Regions from separate parts of the Mus musculus genome. Here region 1 is linked to region 2. A link is a contact called in public HiChIP or PLAC-seq data. All regions are on one chromosome and are shown on one strand. Each heading gives the region's core, a stretch centred on a gene start, on an enhancer-like site or on the middle of the called end of the contact. The rest is flanking DNA. Distances are from core to core; before and after follow the strand shown. Region 1 has its middle 75 kb from the start of Mir7094-2. Region 2 has its middle 130 kb from the start of Mir7094-1.

Evidence for each region. HiChIP or PLAC-seq counts read pairs in DNA pulled down with a chosen protein or histone mark.
Region 1: a CTCF HiChIP or PLAC-seq map of large pre-B cells shows a contact between it and region 2, with 3 times the contacts expected there. The contact joins two enhancer-like sites. A contact is called at or near these places in 1 of 15 datasets of contacts at CTCF or cohesin (large pre-B cells), 1 of 484 Hi-C or Micro-C datasets (the C10 cell line) and 1 of 115 datasets of contacts at active chromatin or transcription factors (large pre-B cells).

The regions. Positions count from the first base shown.
Region 1 is chr12:114,585,995-114,591,411 of GRCm38.p6, forward strand. It overlaps Igh. Among named protein-coding and RNA genes, the nearest start is that of Mir7094-2, 75 kb to the left of the region's middle. Within about 2 kb of position 1,352, at least 10 of the 459 cell types and tissues checked have an H3K27ac peak or open chromatin away from gene starts, as enhancers often do.
Region 2 is chr12:114,337,870-114,342,853 of GRCm38.p6, forward strand. It overlaps Igh. Among named protein-coding and RNA genes, the nearest start is that of Mir7094-1, 130 kb to the right of the region's middle. Within about 2 kb of position 2,357, at least 3 of the 459 cell types and tissues checked have an H3K27ac peak or open chromatin away from gene starts, as enhancers often do.

The sequences.
Region 1 (5,417 bases), core at 102-2,601, 250 kb after region 2:
TTTATTTTTATAATAATATGTCAAAAAATAATGAACAGTCCTCAGATGCCTAGTATACAGCTGGGAATGTTTTTGTCTAGGGAGTATTTTATGTTCAGGTTATAATCTGGATTAATGGGCCTGCATATATATATATATATCAAAAATAATAAATTTAAAGAAAGCATAGGAAAAATTTGTGATATTTAAATAAGACTCGTAATTTAGTTTTAGTATTATCTCATTGATCTAGATTTTTTCATGTTGAAGTTTATCTGAGACATATGATTGTGGAAAACTGAGTAGAGAGCACATATAAAAGCTTTTTGTTTTACTTTATCTGGCAAGTGACTTGCACAAGTAAACATTGCATCCCCTAGAATTTATGAGTTATTAACTGTACATATCAGTGCCATGCACAGGAAAATTTTGTACAGGTTAATGGTCAGAGAGGTCCTACACTTATCCAAGCCAGTATGAGGCAGTTGCACTGTTGTTATTCCCCACATAACTACATGGTCAGGACTCATTTCTTTAAAAGATATTATTTTTTAAATTTAATTTTATTTGTACTTCATTTTTTACATTCTATATTCCATTCTGTGCCCCTCCCCATCCACCCTCTGACTTCTCTATATCCCACTCTGGTTCATTTTTGTAGGGTTCCCCCAACCTCCTATTTCCTGAGATTGCCTGTTTACATTCTTTCTGCAGGTCCTCAGGGCTTCAGTCCTTTTCCCTCACCCAATACCAAATCAGGTTTCCCTTACCCCTTAATGTTCCCCCACTCAGTTCATATTCCTTCACAAGTTCCTCCCTCACTCCCCACTTGTGATTGCTCTCTTCTCTCTCCCAAGTGGAACTGAAGTGGGAATGAGGTGTCCTCAACTTGTTAAGCCTTTTGAATTATGTGGACTATATCTTTTGCATTCCATATGTGTTTTGTTTCGTTTGGTTAATATCCACTTATTAGTGAGTACATGCCATGAATGTCCTTTGGGGTCTGAGTTACCTCACTCAGGATGATATTTTCTAGTTCTAATCAGGATGACCTCTTAATAGCTGAATAGTATTGCATTGTGTAAATGAACCACATTTTCTGTATCCATTCTTCTGTAGTGGGACATCTTGGTTGTTTCCAGCTTCTGTCCATACCACCCTGAACTTTCCCGATCTCATCTTTTAAAGACTTTAAAATTTAGCTGATTATAAGAGCCAGAATGTGTAGGAAACAGTATCTTCTAGTCAAAATGGACTGATGCAAATATAAACTCACAGGGAATAAGCGTGCATCTGTGAAGTGTTTCACAAAGAATCTGTATGATGTTTGATCATGGAGACATCACATGTCAATCACAGCAGGGGCAGATCAGTTATTACACTTAAAAAAGAAAACCACAGAGGAAACAGTTCCCTCCACAGCCACCTTATCTCTCTATGAGGATTGTTGGTCTCATTGTGCCCCCTGCTGGTCATGAGCTCCCATGTGGGTAGTTTTTTTCAGGGTTTACAACTGAAGTTGCAGGTGGGGTGGGTGTGGAGCACCTTCATAGAGGCAAAACGGAGGGTTGACAGGGCAGATATGGGATGGAGGGGTTGTGGAGGGGTAACCAGGAAGTGGGATATCATTTGAGGTATATACAAATGGAATGATTAATGAAAAGTAATAATAAAGTTTCAATTTGGGATATATATATATATCCCAAATATATATATATATATATATATATATATATATATATATATATATATATATATATATGTATGTATGTCCCTGTAATTTCAATGTTCACAGAGCTCAGCTAAAGGGAGAAATGGCTCTTGTTTACCTGGGGATAATGCATCAGAAATTGATTTTAAGTTTTGCAAATATTACTATAATATCCTTCTCAAAGCCAGGTTCCTCCTTGTGGCAATTGGATCCTGCTCTAACAGTTCCCATCCAATAAAAGGTAATGATAGGAGATAACAGGCTCTTTCCTATCTTTATCAGGCTACACCTGGGGAAGAGTCCCTGTGTTCAGAAGGACCATAATAAGTCAAGTTCAGATGAAGGCACCCATGTATTCATGAATTAGTTCCTGGGACACTTGGATATAGGAGTCAATGTGAAAGCTTGTTTCTAATTCCCTTTCCAGTGATTGTCATTATGTTTACCTGTCTTTTAATGAGGGAAAAGGTGAGTTCTTGCTCTTTCAACAACTATGAGCTAGGACATTCTCACCTGAGAAAGTTTAGCTAATTCACTTCTGCTCATGGTTAATTACTTACTGTAAATTGTTTAAATGCCACAGTAAATAGACTTACAGAACAATGGTACAGAGGAGTGAGACTCTTAATATCACAAACTAAAATGTTGCTTCAGCTCAGGACCTGGCTGACATTGAGAATCTCAAACAATTTGAACTTAGTGCTGAAGTAGGCTTGTGTTAACAAGAATTGATAATTAGTGAAAACCCTGCTCAGAGAAAATGAAAAGGTCCAGCCAGATGAAAGGCCTGAATTTTAGAGATCTTCAATGAGAACCACAGCAGAATTGCAGGGAGTGAGAATGAGTCACCAACCAAATAACATACATCAGCTGGAAAAGTGGCCCCAGCACATAGAGTGCAGATGTACAGTTCATTCTTCACGTGGGTACTGCAGCCACTGGAACAGGAGTGGTTCCTAAAGCTCATACCTGTTCTGGAATCTGTTCCTCTAACTTGGTTGCTTTGTGTGGCCTCAGTGTGATAGGATGCCCCTAGCTCTCCAGGGACATGTTATGGCAAGGTTGGGGAGTACCCACTAGGACCCCACCCTCTTAGAGTAGTAGGAATTGACCATTAAAGTCACCCAAAGAGTTTAATCTAACCAAACAAAAACATCTCTTACAAAGTTAAGTTGTAAGTTACTGAATGTGAACATTACAATGGTTTGAAATGGCTGCTGTAAGGATTTGAGGACTTAAGACAAAGTAGAATGAGATCCCTGAACGACGTGGTTTAGGCACCAAACATCCTTTAAAAAGATATAACCAAGCACTAGGCATATTTTATAAACATATGACTAAACACAGAAAGAGCCACAGTTCTGAATAACTTAAAAGGAACCTTGAATATATTAGAGGTAGCAAGGGCTACTAAGCTCAAATAAAGAGGAAACCCTAGAGGCTAGCAGAAAATTTGTGCCCCTACTGTTCTGTCATATAGAAGGACAAACAGAAGTAAGTACCAGCCTGAATAGTATACAGCTATCAACTGAAGCTGTGTCAGTGTGTTCTGAGCACAGCAGTATGTGGCAGTATCTGCAGTGACCATGCTGGAGATTTGAGGACTAATTAGTTGTTGCAGGTGTCCTTGGATACTGTGAGCCAGCTCTTCAGAGATGGGCTGTAGTTCTTTTTTACTCATATTTAAAATATTTCATTTTATTTTATGATATAATGTACTGCCTTTTCAAAGCTTACTCTGTGTCTCAGATGAATTCAACTGTAGATGTATCTCCCTAGATAAAGCAATGGAAAAAAATATATATATATATATATATTTAATTTCAACAATTCAGTAAATAATTTTGTTATCACATAAAGCTGAGTTACACTAAGTCAAGCCACTAATTCAAAATGATGTAAAGTTAAGCTTAGTTTAGAGAGCTGTTTTGTCTTGATTTCTCACAGGCTGCAATAAATACAGTGACCATTAAGTAGTCACATTTCATACTAATAAAAGTGGGAAACTAAAACATCAAATGTTTTAAAGAGCTCTTTAAACTAGAATTTGTAATTTGAAGAGAAAGAGGCAGCCTGAATTTTTAAATCAACTTTGAATATCAATTAATAGTTGCCTTACAGATGGGAAAACAAAGGTAACAGTGGGTTGAGCTTATCACTATATGCTTGCTTTTCTCCTCCTAATATCCTCTGTTGAGAAATTTAGTACTTTGAAAATGTTGCCTTCCACCTTTATGTGATCATTAGATTAGAATATAAATAAGGAAGCCTGCACCACACTGTAAAATGTTATCTAATAAAAATTTGGAGCACAAAATTTTAAGCAATAATCAATGTCACTACCAAACTCACATAATTTCCTTTTCCTTTGTTGATATCTAAATGTTTTCTGATAAATAACTGAGTTGAACTAGTCCAAATCTCTCTCTCTCTCTCTCTCTCTCTCTCTCTCTCTCTCTCTCCTCTCTCCCTCTCTCTCTCTTTCTCTCTCTCTCTCTTTCTTTCTTTCCTTCTTTCTTTTTCCTTTCTTTTTTTCTTTCTTTCTTTCTTTCTTTCTTTCTTTCTTTCTTTCTTTCTTTCTTTCTTTCATTCTTTCTTTCTTTCTTTCTTTCTCTCTCTTCTTTTCTTTCTTTCTTTTTTCTTCTACTTTCAGAAAGCAAAGTCCTCTTTATTCTTTTTGTTTGTTTTGTTTTTTATTTTTATTAAATATTTACTTTATTTACATTTCAAGTGTTCCTTTTACTGGATTCCCCTCCAAAAAGCCCCATCCCCTCCCCTCTCACACTGCTCACCAAACTACCCACTCCTGCTTCCTATCCCTGGTATACCCCTACATTGGGGCATAGAGCCTTCACAAGACCAAGGACCTCTCCTCCCATTGATGACTTACCAGGCCATCCTCTGCTACATATGCATCTGGAGCCATGATTTCCACCATGTGCACTCCTTGGTTGGTGGTTTAGTCCCTTGGAGCTCTGGGGGTACTGGTTGGTTCATATAGTTGTTCCTCTTAAGGGGATGCAAGCTCTTATGGCCTTTCTCTAGCTCCTTCATTGGCGACCCTGTGTTTAGTGCAATGGTTGATTGGGAGCATCCACCTCTGGTGGAAATATTTTTTTTTCTTTCCATTTTTTATTAGGTATTTAGCTCATTTACATTTCCAATGCTATACCAAAAGTCCCCCATACCCACCCACCCCCACTCCCCTACCCGCCCACTCCCCCTTTTTGGCCCTGGCGTTCCCCTGTTCTGGAGCATATAAAGTTTGTGTGTCCAATGGGCCTCTCTTTCCAGTGATGGCCGACTAGGCCATCTTTTGATACATATGCAGCTAGAGTCAAGAGCTCCGGGGTACTGGTTAGTTCATAATGTTGATCCACCTATAGGGTTGCAGATCCCTTTAGCTCCTTGGGTACTTTCTCTAGCTCCTCCATTGGGAGCCCTGTAATCCATCCATTAGCTGACTGTGGGCATCCACTTCTGTGTTTGCTAGGCCCCTGCATAGTCTCACAAGAGACAGCTACATCTGGGTCCTTTCGATAAAATCTTGCTAGTGTATGCAATGGTGTCAGCGTTTGGATGCTGATTATGGGGTGGATCCCTGGATATAGCAGTCTCTACATGGTCCATCCTTTCATCTCAGCTCCAAACTTTGTCTCTGTAACTCCTTCCAAGGGTGTTTTGTTCCCACTTCTAAGGAGGGGCATAGTGTCCACACTTCAGTCTT
Region 2 (4,984 bases), core at 1,107-3,606:
AGGTAAGTGGGAGTGGGTGGGTTGATAAGCAGTGGGAGGAGAAATGGAATAGTGTTTTTGGTGGGAAACAAGGAGCAGGAATAACATTTGAAATGAAAATAAAGAAAATATTTAGTTTTTTAAAGTCACCCAGAAACTGCCTCACCTAGGGATCCATCTCATCTGCAGTCACCAAACCCAGACACTTTTGCTTATGCTAACAAGAGCTTGTTGACATGAACCTGGTATAGCTGTTATCTGAAAGGCTCTGCCAGAGCCTGACCAATATAGATATGGATGCTCACAGCCAATCATCTCACTGAGCATTGGGACACTAATGAACGAATTAGGCAAAGAACTGAAGCAGCTGAAGGGGTTTGCAACCCCATAAGAAGAATAACAGAAAACAACCAAACCACCAAGAACTCTCAGAGACTAAACAATCAACCAATGAGCACACATCGAGGGACCCATGGCTCCACCTGCATATATAGAAAAGAACTGCCTTATTTGGAAACAATGGGAGGGGAGGCCCTTGGTTATGTGGAGTGTCCATGCCCCAGCTTAGGAAAATCCTAGGGTGGTAAGGGAGATTCTATTTCTGAGTGGGTGAACCACTCTCTCTGATTGGAATGGGAGGGAAGCATGAGAGATGTGGGAGGGCCTATGGGACAGAGGGAGCAGGGGGAGAATGATAGTGATAGGAAGGAAGGAAGGAAGGAAGGAAGGAAGGAAAGAAAGAAAGAAAGAAAGAAAGAAAGAAAGAAAGGAAGAAAGAAAGAAAGAAAGAAAGAAAGAGAGAGAAAGACAGACAGACAAAGGAGGGAAGGATGGAAGAAGGAAGACAAAGAAAGGAGGTATGGAAGAAGGAAGGGAGGAAGGAAAGAAGGAGGGAACAAAGAAAAAGACAGACAGAGAAAGAAAGGAAAAAGGAGGGAAGGATGGAAGAAGGAAGGGAGGAAGGAAGGAAGGAAGGAAGGAAGGAAGGAAGGAGGGAACAAAGAAAAAGAGAAAGAACAAAAGGTCAGGAAACTGTCACACCTCTGCAACTTTACTTTCACTCATGTCTTCTCACACACCTCTTATCTTATCTTCTTATTAAAAAGCAACAAGGAAATTCCAATTCCATGTTGAGTGATCTGCCAGATTAGAGGATCAACGTTCTTTTGCTTATCATGTAGTAAATAAAAAATTACTTGAGTGACATTCTGTTAAATGAGTTCAGGAATGGAAGCTTTAAAGGGAGGAATCACTAGTGCAGATAGCAAAGATAAAATGAAGGAGTCAGCACAATGAGAACATTAAAATAACTTTTTAGTGAAATTTTGTAAGAATTTTTCTGATTTTGGTCCATAGTCCCTTTCTGCTTACCTTACTTTCTTCAAAGAAAATCATGCTATGTTTATAGATTTTGGAGATTTAATAGAAATCTAAATGATATTAAATGCATATATTGATGATTTGTTTGAGGTTATATTCCACCGTGTAGCATACTAGTCTTATATTTAATTAAAATAATTATGTAGCTACATTTTATTAATAGTAAATCAATTTATAAATCCATGAATGCATATATATGATTGCATAATACATTTCATGTCATATGTATTATATATGATATACAATGAACAATTATTATGTGTTATATATGATGTATGATATATGATTAATATGGGTGATCATATGATATGTGCTATGTGATATAGATATGAGATATATGCAATATTGATATGCAATATATGATATATGATACATTAACTATATGTCTATACACATATGCATATATATGTGTATATACACACACATATATGTATACTCACACACACACACACACACACACACACATATATATATATATATGTATATATATATATGTATGGGAGAGAGATATGATATGTCTTTTTTATGGGATGTGTTTGAGGTAACAAGGTAACATCCAACCGTAAGAATCGAGTTACTATGTAATGTCCTCCAAGGAAGCAATCATACTTTGTGTATGATCACAGGGGTTTGGAGGAGTCTTCAGCCTGAATCTAGGTACAAGTTATTATGCACTTTCCCTTCATTCTCCAGTCCACCTGAGGATATGAGATGTCCATAGTGGTTGTGAGTTAATCTTTATACCAAAACAGTAGAAATATCTGCCCAAGCTTCCCTAAGAGATGATTGTTGCTTCTTAGTTTTTCAGTTGAGGAATTTATTCCATCACGAGAGCAGCTGTGTTTGTGGTAACAAAACAGTCATAGATTGAGGCATTCCCAGGAGAGTGACTTAAGTTCAAGAGTAAAACAATAGAGATCCATAGTCACATCTGCTTAGGGTCTTTCAGGGGAAGCATTATACCTCATTAAGAAATGTTCCCTTGAGGGTTTCATTCCGTTAAGTAGGTTGCATCCTGTATAGTAAGAGGAGGAAATCCTAATGGAGTCTGGAACCTCCCTTGGTGGATAAGTCTGCACCCGCTCTTCAAATCTCTGTTTGTGTGAGTGTGCTGTGCACATCACCTACTGACCTTCATTCTTCCTGCAGGAGGGCTACTCTTCTCTGGAGCTCTTCTTCTAATATACATCTCCAGAGTCTGGTTGTTATATTTCTTATCCAGATACAGACTTTGAGCTTCCTCTATGTTGGTTTCCTTGGGCTTTGGCACCCTGAATATATGGTGATACAGTAAGCATAGTGGCATTCTGTCTATAGAAATGGAGGAGACAATTGAATACAAATTTGCATATAATCTGACCTTCTCTCCCAGTAATAATTCCAAATCCTAAAACAACAGCTTCACCAGTGTTATGGTTTGAATATGCTTAACCCAGGGAGTGGAGCTATTCGGTGTGTAGTTTGTGGTACCAACATCTTGATTCTCCAACCTACTCTAACCTCTGCTATGGAGCATGCCCAGCAATAGCTCCTAAAAGTGAAACCAGGAGCTGTACATAAGAGTCTCTGAGAGTGTTTATGCCTCACCAGACTAACCTTAGTTCTACAAACTGCAACACATAAAGGAAACTTGCAAACACAGAGAATCCTATCAGCAAACTCACGTAGAAGCTCACTACGTGTCTTGTTCATGTCTGCCTATATACCTAGTTTCTCTGATTTTTCATAAATTACCTTTATAAGCAGCAACAAAGAAACCAAAATCGCTCTCAAATTCCTGCTGTGGTCTGTATTTAGTGCTGATCACTGAATATGAAGACCTGGAAATTCAGGGCTTATCTGCTTGCTTGAGTTTCAGGGTCAGGGCATGGCTGTCTTTTCTGAGAAGAGAGAGATCTTATTTGCATCTCTTCTTGCTAAATAGCAACTTCTGAGGGTGGAGCTCAGAGAGGACATGTCCTGAACTGGAAATGTGATGGGGAGTCTGGCAATAAGGATAAAGCTTGAATATCTTTTTATCACACAACAATGTGTGAAAGCTTCCATTTAGAATAATTAAGAAAGTAAAAACTGAAACAAATTTTACCACTGAAGATGACATGAATGTATAGACTGTATCGACACAATGATTTCATAACAATTATAATTATACCTATATTTCTATGAGGGAATATTAATTATGCTAAAATAAATCAAGAAATAAATGCTATTTTCAGTTGTTAGAAAATAAATAATAAATTGTGCTCTTGTTGGCCTGCTTTTATTTGAAGGAAAATGGATGAGTAGTGGATATGTTGTAGAGTGGAGGGGGTAGAGTATGGAAGAGAAGGGAAATTGTGTTTGAGATGTTTGATATGAAAGAACAATTTGTTTTCATTAAAAAAACCATAAAATCAGCCCAAGATTTAAAAATTAGTAAAAGAAAATTAAATATGAGAATTCAAATTAACCTGGAAAACAGAGAGTAAAATGTATAAAATTTTGTGAAAAGAATTAAAATATGCAATGCTGGAAGGAAATACTTTGTTAAGAAGTTAGACAATATTTTTAACTTTAGATGCTATGTAAACATGGTGACATGTTCATCATATTTTTATTATAAGCCCTAGTTGTCTCGGGAGAGTGAATATCAATTAAGAAAATTCCTCCATCATATAGGGCCACTAAGACAAGTATATTGGACACTTTATTGATTAAAACTGAAGTAGAAGGGACAAGAGTATTGTGCATATTGCCACTGTAAGAAGGAGTTCTGGGTTGTATAATAAAGAGTTGAGTGAACTACAGAGAACATTCCAGAAAGGAACATTGCTCCATGCCCTCTTCATCAGTTCTACCTTTCAGTCTCCTGCCTTTAGTTTCTCCTTTAGTCTTTAGTTTAGTCTTTCCTCAATGATAATGTAATTTGTGATTGGGATGTGTAAGACAAAGAAACCTCATTCACTTTTGGAAGTGTTCTCAATAAAGGACAAGTGGACAAGTGGGATTTGTATCAGAATAGTTAATATAGTGTTGATAAACCTCTTGAATTTGGAAAATAGCCAGTATAGAAAGAGTCAATCTGGAATAAAGTAATGATGTATGGAGCATTGTATGAACAGACACAAAAATATGCCACAGAGTAAGCCACACAACATAGAATCAAATTAAATGATCACAGGAAAAAATGCAACAGACTAGATTCTAAAATTATTCTGACATATTGAAGTTTTAAATTATTTTGACATGGCAATAAATAGTCTTAAAATATTCTAATATGGCAATTTGAAGAAGTGTTAATTTTATATGCGAGTTTCAAAAATATTATCCCCATTCAGCAGAATTAAACTTTCTATACTTTTTCTATATATGCAAAATCATTTCTGAGTTCGAGGCCAGCCTGATCTACAGAGTGAGTTCCAGGACAGCCAAGGCTATACAAAGAAACCCTGTCATGAAAACAAAAAACAAACAAAAAAATCATTTTGTAGTACATTGTCACTGAAAGCTATGATCACCAACAATTGAGGAAATATGGCATGATATTGGGCTTAGTTTTACAAATGAAAACACGAAAACAAAGGAAATTGGGCCAAATTTCTCAGGTTTACATTATAAACATTATTCTGTGTAAGAAAATAAATTA